2 separate regions of the Mus musculus genome follow, and region 1 is linked to region 2. A link is a contact called in public HiChIP or PLAC-seq data. All regions are on one chromosome and are shown on one strand. Each heading gives the region's core, a stretch centred on a gene start, on an enhancer-like site or on the middle of the called end of the contact. The rest is flanking DNA. Distances are from core to core; before and after follow the strand shown.

Region 1 (4,080 bases), core at 145-2,644, 83 kb after region 2:
ATTCCAAGGACTATGTATGACACATGATCCACAGTCTTCGGCTTTGTTTCCCAAAATGGCCCTTTTAGTTTATGCTTCCCTCAGTCACTCTTGCAGCAAATAATTTGTTTGAACTACATTTTATTATATGAAAGTGACTCAAAGGGACCAAGAAGCCAAATAAATTTTGACTTCTGTCACTGTTTCATCCCTATTTATACAAATGCCTTCTGAAGATACACTATCAAGTCTAGGCTGTCTGACTATGCCCAAACACTTTGCATAGAATCCCAGAGTTGAAGTCCAAAATATTTCCCTAGAGGTGTGTGTGTGTGTGTGTGTGTGTGTGTGTGTGATGTGTAGGCAAACAAATACAGTAATTTATACATATAGCCTACTATAGTACTTGACATATGGTGCTTATATCCCTATTCAAAGAGGTATTCTTTACTCATTGATTAAGAAAGCTATTGTGTTCGCCATCTATAAATGACATTAGATAAGCAATATCCTAACTGCCTGCAGTACAGCGGTAACACAAGTGCCTGACAGAAAGCACTATGACAAAGCAGCCACAGATAAATCCTGAGTTTCAGTATCTTCACAAAACCCTGAAACTCAACTTCTAAGTAGCAAGAATCAAATACTGACAATGACACAGAAGCTGGCCGAGGTCCCCGAGGTCCGGGAAGAGAGGCTGCACAGGCACAGCTTGTTCTCCTCAGCCCCTTTGTTTTTCAGAACCCAACGGTATTAAAACCTAGAAAAAACTGCTACTGCTTCTGTGCTCTGAATAAAGAGTTAATGTAAATTTTAATGTGAACAGCCTTAAAAAAAAGAAAGAAAAAAAAAAAGATTAGGATCAAGAGGCTGGCGAGAGCTCAGTGGTAGAGGGCCTGGCTAGCATGTACAAAGAAGGCCCAGTGTTCAATCTCCAGTACTGGAAAAAAAAAAAAACTTACTTAGAATAAAACAAGCAAGAAACTGCCACTCCTCCAAAAGTGATATACAAATTTTTATCACAAAGATGAAAATAGTGCCTAACAGAATTGAATTATAGTTCAAAGACTTTAATAGTTTAAAAATAAATTACCTTAAAAGAGCTGTAAATGTTTTGAACTCAAACAAAAAAAAATAATTTCTATTCATTATAGAACTTCTAAAGTTATCCAGTACACCCATGGGCTATACACGCACAAAATCTAATTATTTCAATTAATGCTGCTGCATTACTTAAACAGTTAAGCATGTTATGGTATATGCAGCCTCTTAACACTGGGAAGAGCTATAAATGATTTTCTCCTGATTACTGTAATGGGTCCTCACTGCCGAGCCCTGGAAGTAAACAGTTCTGCTTGCACAGACTGTGTGGGTACAACAGTGGGAAATCCCTGATCTCCACCTGCCCAACCTCGGCTGTTTACTGTGCCTGTGTCACCCTTCCTAAACATGTCACCAGGATTCTGTTTTCTGTCCTCCCATTGAGTTTCACTTTCCCTGCCTGCCTTCTTAATGCTCTACCTTGGGTTTGTTTGGTGTTTTTATTTGATTTTTATCTACCCACCAATGGAACGAACAACCATGGGATACATATAGTCTTTATACCCAGCCTGTACCTTGCACAGCAGGGCACACTTACGAGGCTCCCTGCCCTGAGAAGCTCTGTCCACTGTGGAGAGACAGGCGTGTCACAGAGTGGAAAGACTGTAGAGAAATAAAGCAGGTGAGGAGGGGCAGTGTGCAGTGGAGGTGGACTTGAGGATGTAGGACTAATACTTGCGGCACTCACAAGAATGGCAAGTCCTGCATGAGGAGCTTTGAGGTCAAGACCTAGAACAAAGAAGCAAATCTACTTTCCTATCATAATTATGTTCTGTCAGGCCACTTGCTACTGTAGCTCCCAGTGTTCACAACTGGGTAATACCTGATTCCTTTTCTTCCCCAGTAGCTTGTACACCGCCTTCCTGCACTATGAAAGCTAGCCAGTAGAAATGAAGCTTCCTGATTTGAACTGTTTGATTTCTGCATGCATGTCCAATCTTCAGCAATTGGGCCTTACTGTCAAGTTTGGAAGGGTAACCAAAAGCATTGGCAATAGTCTGTAATGTTTAGGGATCTATGGGACTTCACCAGCCAACAACTCACAAAGAGATAATCCAACCTGCACTGTGTTTTTGTTAGCCCATGGTATTTAGTAGATTGTTGCCCTATTACAGGATAGCTCCATTAAAACTTTTTTTTATTAGATATTTTCTTTATTTACATTTCAAATGTTATCCCCTTTCCTAATTTCCCCTCCGAAAATCCCCTATCTCCTTCCCCCTCCCCCTACTCCCCAACCCACCCACTCCCATTCCTGGTCCTAGCATTCCCCTATACTGGGGCATAGAACCTTCACAGGACCAAGAGCCTCTCCTCTCATTGAATACTGACTAGGCCATCCTCTGCTACATATGCAGCTAGAGCCCCAAGTTCCATCCGCCGAGTTTGTGCCCAAGGTGACCCAGAGCTGGCGCCGACCAGAAGGGACTTGAGCCCCCTGATCAGGCTGGTTTCCTGCATCCCTGCTGCTGGCACTGGCCTGTCACAATTGGTTTGGAACAGATGTTGTGTTCCACTCACCAGTGATGCTAAGATCGGTGGAGAGTCCTCTAGGATCCATGGGACCGTCCACCGAGTTTGTGCCCAAGGTGACCCGGAGCTGGCGCCGACCAAAAGCCCATTAAAACTTTTTATGTATGGGTATGTATGTATCACATATTTTCTCTCATTTATACTTTGAATCTTTAACATCCATAAATAAGAGAAAATGTGATGCTCATCTTTCTGAATCTGGGTTAATGACTGATGAACCAGATCTATTTATTATCTGTAAATGTCGTAATTCCACTTAACTAAACAAATTTCCATTGTGTAAATGTATCATGTTTTCTTTAGCCATTCAGCAGTTGATGGGCATCTAGGAAGTTTCTACCTCCTGGTTATTGTGATAGAATAGCAGTGAGCACTGGTCAGCAGGTATCTTTATAGGGGGATAGAGAGTCCTTTGCTTATCTGTCATGGAGTGGTAGAGCTGGATCATGTGGCAGATCTACTTCCATCTTTGTGAACAGTGTCCATACTGATTTACACAGTGGCTGCACCAGCTTGTGTTTCCCCAAAAGTGAACAAGTGTCCCTGTATCCCAACATCCTTGCCAGCCCTGTCCTCATTATTAACCTGTGCCCTCCGTGCAGTGCACTAGCTCACAGCACTGCTCCTCCGAGACCTCGTACCTCTGAGCATCATCTCTTTTTTTTTCCCAGTAGTCCTTTCTCAGTCTCTAGTACCCCACCGAAGTATTAGCATCAGCCTTCAAGTTGGGTCTCATACTATGTCAAAGTCATGACAGAGGACTATAGTTTCTACAAGTACCACAGGCCTGACAGAGGCCAGACAGAGGTACAATTCATAGGGATGTGGCCAGTGCCCCAGACCAGGGCCTTCACTATGCACAGTGTTCCCTCAGGAAGCCAGATGCAGGACTGGGGAAGGGCTGGCATGTAGCGCCTGATACACATGACCTCTGTCCTCCTGTCCTCGTATAGAAGTGAGCATTTTTGTATGGATAATAAAAAACAATTTTTTAAAAAAATGTATAGTTGTCTTCATGCAGGTGGAAATGTCTTCATGCAGCCCTTGGAGAGGAGGCAGAATGGCAGCAGCTAAGTCCCTGGGTCGGTGGACAGAGACGAGGGCTGGCATCTGAGCAAGGTGGACTTGCCCCAGAGCAAAGTCAAGCCAGGCATGGGGCCAAGAGATGAGGCTGCACAGTCAGGTAATGGGCAGTGACAAGCTTGGTGGAAGGGAGCAGCAGGTACATCTTCTTCATAGTTGCTTCTGTTTCCTCAAGTAACAGGAAACAAGGTCAGCAGCTGAGGTAGTCAGGGATATCTGAGCAAAGAAAAGGTGACCTAGCTGTTATGAACAGGGCAGCAATGAATGTGGCTGAGCAAGTATCTGTATAGTACGATATTGAGTCTTTTGGGCAAATGGCAATGAGTGGCAGAACGGGGTCATGGTAAATTTATTTGCAGCTTTTTGAGAATTCTCTACATTGAT
Region 2 (3,930 bases), core at 1,004-3,503:
TCAATGGAAAGGAGTGATTACTGGGTTACAAAAGTTAGGATAAAAAGAATGAGTGACAACATGTTATAACTCACATATTTTAAGAGATGGGTAAAAGGACCAGCAATCCTTTACCAGTACCTGCACTGGCCAGGATATAGGACTATGTTACTGGACTCAAAAGAAAATTTTAAAAAATATTTTGAAAATCAAACCACTAGTCTTCAAAATCGGAGGATGCAGCATATCTCCTGGCCAACCTATTTTAGATAGCAAAACATCATGAGTTAAATACTTGGATAAGGTGGGGAATTTTTAAATGGGATTTTTATTTTTTATAACTTTATAAAGTTGGAGAGAAATACCTCAAGACAGAATTAGTAGGCATTGTCCAAAGCAATTCACATACAGTATCATGTTTTAACTTCATCACAACCCTAAGTTGTGGTAACAGAATCCCTATTTTCATTGAATTTCTTTTTGCTCAAAGTAACAGAAAACTAGACCCACAATAGATGAAAAGACCAAGAGCTGGGCTAGCTCCAGGGCTCAAACTACATCACCCATCTTGGACTGTGTCCAAATCCCAGTTCTGCCATTTCCTGTATAATCTTCTAAGGTTCACCTGGTAGCTCCACACCTTCAGGCTCTTACCCTATGATGCTAATGGAGCAGATGCAGCTGCAGTTTCGTGTCTTTTCTTGTTCCCACATTCAGTAGGAAGAATTAAAGGAATTTTCCAGTGCTCCCCCCAATAAAAACTCACTTGAGTTCCTGTGACTAGCCCAGCTAGGCCAGCCCCCCAGCCCCCATCGTATAATATCATGATGGTTCATCATAGTATCAGAGTTTCCAACTAGTTTAGATTGGCCACATATTCAGTCACAGAATAATGACCAGGACTACTGTTGGGGTAATTAATAGATGTCCAATGACAGGATGCAACAAGGCCCCTTTGAAAATAAGAAGCCCATAACTCAGGACAATAAAGCAACTTGTTAAAATTCAGACATCCAAAGAGTTAAATGTAGGTTTAAACTCAGGTCTAGCTAATGGCATCCAAAAGCTTTACCCTCTTAGGCTTCAATAAAAACCAGTCTTAGGAGAGCACAAAGGTGGGCCTACTGCTCTCCTAAAAGCATCACTCACTGAAACAAAAGCTAAGATTATACTACTTCTTGAAAGCACCTGAACTAGCATGTGAAAATTCATAACTAACTCATTGTGAATTTGACTTTTAAAACAGTTGGCCTGCTATTAATCTGCTTCTACAAGCTTCAAGTAGTAAGAGCCAATCCAGAAAGTTCATTGCCAAGAAAAAAATCTGTAACTTTTAAGTGGAGTTTAAAATTATATTGTTCCAGAGACTTATCATGTGTACCAGATTTATAATGACTTTTGGGACTTCTTAGTGACAGAATACCAATCTTCCAGCTCGGTAACTTCTGTAGACTTTACTTTATGGAGGATCTCGCCTTCTTGTGTTTTCTTTGCACTTCCAGGTGAATTATGTACAATTAAAGTACAAAAAGGCATTCCAGGCAGGAGAAAAATCAATACAATATTTCTGCTTGGCACCAAGAAGTGAAAGACTTTTAAAGGACCCCAGGGAATCAAGCCTGGTTCAAAGGACAGCGCGGGGATGCAGACTTAAGAGGGGTAGGAGGCAATGTCTCAGAGTGCAGAAGGCCAGGAGCCGCAAGGACACCTCTCTCCACCCTCACCTTCAGAGAAGCCTTGAGACCCTAGATCTTGGAAGGAGCCACTAGAAGGGGCGAACGTGAAAAGGCCTGCATCCCGCAACACACAACAGGCCACACGATACCGGGAGCCAAGACACAATCGTGACAACAGTAGGAGGGCGGATGGCGACGCCACACAGCTCGCAAAACAGTCGAGGGGCCGTTATCAAGTCTTTCGACTGAGGGGACAGCAGAAAGCGCACTCCAAAGAGCCGCACGGGTCAGCGCATCCTCGGGACGCATCACGCAGCCTGGCTGGAGGGCAGCGGAAAGGACGCCATTCAAAAACCACACGTCCGAGGAAGAGACGGGAGAGCCCGTGCACGCCACTCCACGCGCCTAGGACGCGCGCCTCACGACGACGTAACCGCACCAGCGCCGGACGCTGACGATACGCGAGGGGCGGAGCCATGATGTAAGCGCGGGCGGAGCCAGCCGCTCGCAGCAGGTGAGATGAAGGGGGTTGGGGGATGTCTGGCCAGACTGCGGGGGGGGGGGGGGGGGGAGGAGGGGGGACCTGCGAGCATGCGCACTGAGAGCCAGGCGGAGCCGGCCGGCGGGCGTGCGCACCTAGAAGCGCAGAGGCCGCTGGTTGCCGTGGCAACGAGGAGCCGTTCAGAAAAGGTGCAGCTGAGGGACAGGAAAGGCCGTTGTGAGTTTGTCCCGCAGCGCTGTCTGAAGTATAAAGCTCTGGTGCAGAGAAGGGAGCGAGAGCCGAACGCGGGGTAGTGTTGGGGCGGGAGGTCCGGGTCGCTGTGGTCGGTCCGCGGATCCTGCCTGCGCTGCACAAGGCTGTGATATAACGAGGGACCTCACGGACCAGATTTCCAACGACTTCTCTTGTCTCTGGGGGCGTATTTTAAATTTATATGCCATCTCTCCAGTGCATTTCTATTGACGCGTTTATTAATTGCCTTCTGATCACTGAAAACAATTGGTGATTAAATGTCTTGTCGCCTAGTCCTGTGTTTTCCTACCTAGCACAGCCTCCTAACCGTGCGCAAGCTAATTACAAACAGGCAGTTTGCTGTTGTGGCTGTCAGTGCCAGGCAGAGGTTGTGTATTTCTCACCTGTTGCTAAACTAACGGGTCACCTCTTCTCTATGTTTTCTCATACAGTTGGACTACATCTGACACGTTTCGTTATCCTTTCAATTGTCAGTTTGCTAATACTATGGGACTATGGTAAGGCAATTTTTAACGCTCTTACCTTGATGTTAGTTACAACGGTACAATAAAAACCTGGTGAAATTGTAGACTAAGTAGCTACCTATGGTTACTGATGGTATGAATCTTGTTGAAAAAGTGAACTTTTTTATGATGCATATTTGGCGTTGCCAAATTACAGGCATTTTGAATTTGGAAAATAATAACAGTGACCCTTTAGTATTTTACATGCCTTCCTCCAGCCAAGGCCACGGTAAGGAATACTGCATACAAACTTCTCTCATAGATCTCCATGCCAGCACTGAGAAGTAAGGGGAACGTGAGCACATTGAAAACTGCCCTAGGCTTCTGAAGGGTCTGAACAGCTGCTGGTTCTTTGTCTTAAATCAGGTGTCTCACACATTAGTTCCTATGGGACTTACTTTCCTGTAATCTTTTCAAGTGTGTGTTGCAGTGCTGGGGTTAGAACCCAGGGCCCCATGTATGCATGAATGCCTAAGCTGCTCTGTGAGCACCTTTCTGAAAGTTAGCTCCTTGATACTATTCCCTTAGGTTGCTTTTTAAAAGGTGCTTTTTCTCTCCACTGTAGAATATTATGGACAGCCTGGTCCCAAAACTAGAAGGGTTAATACCCAGTCTGTCCCCTCATTTTTAAGGGAATTGGAGCAACAGTCACCATTTATGAGTATCTTATGCAGAACAGTCCCTTGGAAGCCCTTAAGGAGGTTTTCTCTTAATATAATAATCCTGCAATGTCAGCATTTTTGTGGTTTTTTTTTTTTTATAAATGCAAAACTAAGCCAGAGATGCTTAAGTCGCTTGCCCAAAAAAAGTAGAAAGCAGATTGGGACTCGGTATCTGTCCCCCATATTCTGTCCGCCTGTGTGTTGGCCAGGTTGAAGGCAGTCGGCATGTGCCATACACCCATCTTCTTCATTGTTTCCCTTCTTGCCAAAACACAAACAGCATGCTGCTTTCCTGGGCATCTCTGCTCTTGCTCCTGCCATCTAGCACACACATTTCTCTCTTTAAGACTTGGGCT

What was found. HiChIP or PLAC-seq counts read pairs in DNA pulled down with a chosen protein or histone mark.
Region 1: a contact with region 2 is called in an H3K27ac HiChIP or PLAC-seq map of stem cell-derived neural progenitor cells, with 2.0 times the contacts expected there. The contact joins the enhancer-like site here to the promoter of Rnf32 in region 2. A contact is called at or near these places in 2 of 39 promoter capture datasets (both in liver), 3 of 484 Hi-C or Micro-C datasets (Sertoli cells, liver and peritoneal macrophages), 2 of 115 datasets of contacts at active chromatin or transcription factors (embryonic stem cells and stem cell-derived neural progenitor cells) and 3 of 9 other capture datasets (adipose tissue, liver and pancreatic islet).

The regions. Positions count from the first base shown.
Region 1 is chr5:29,277,522-29,281,601 of GRCm38.p6, forward strand. The region is part of intron 9 of Lmbr1 (limb region 1); the gene reads right to left. Among named protein-coding and RNA genes, the nearest start is that of Gm42244, 5.4 kb to the left of the region's middle. Within about 2 kb of position 1,395, at least 8 of the 459 cell types and tissues checked have an H3K27ac peak or open chromatin away from gene starts, as enhancers often do. A contact at or near this core is called in stem cell-derived neural progenitor cells, where this site is marked.
Region 2 is chr5:29,193,740-29,197,669 of GRCm38.p6, forward strand. Rnf32 (ring finger protein 32) reads left to right here and starts at 2,254. Exons shown (of 10, transcript NM_001289757.1): 1 at 2,254-2,373; 2 at 2,841-2,906.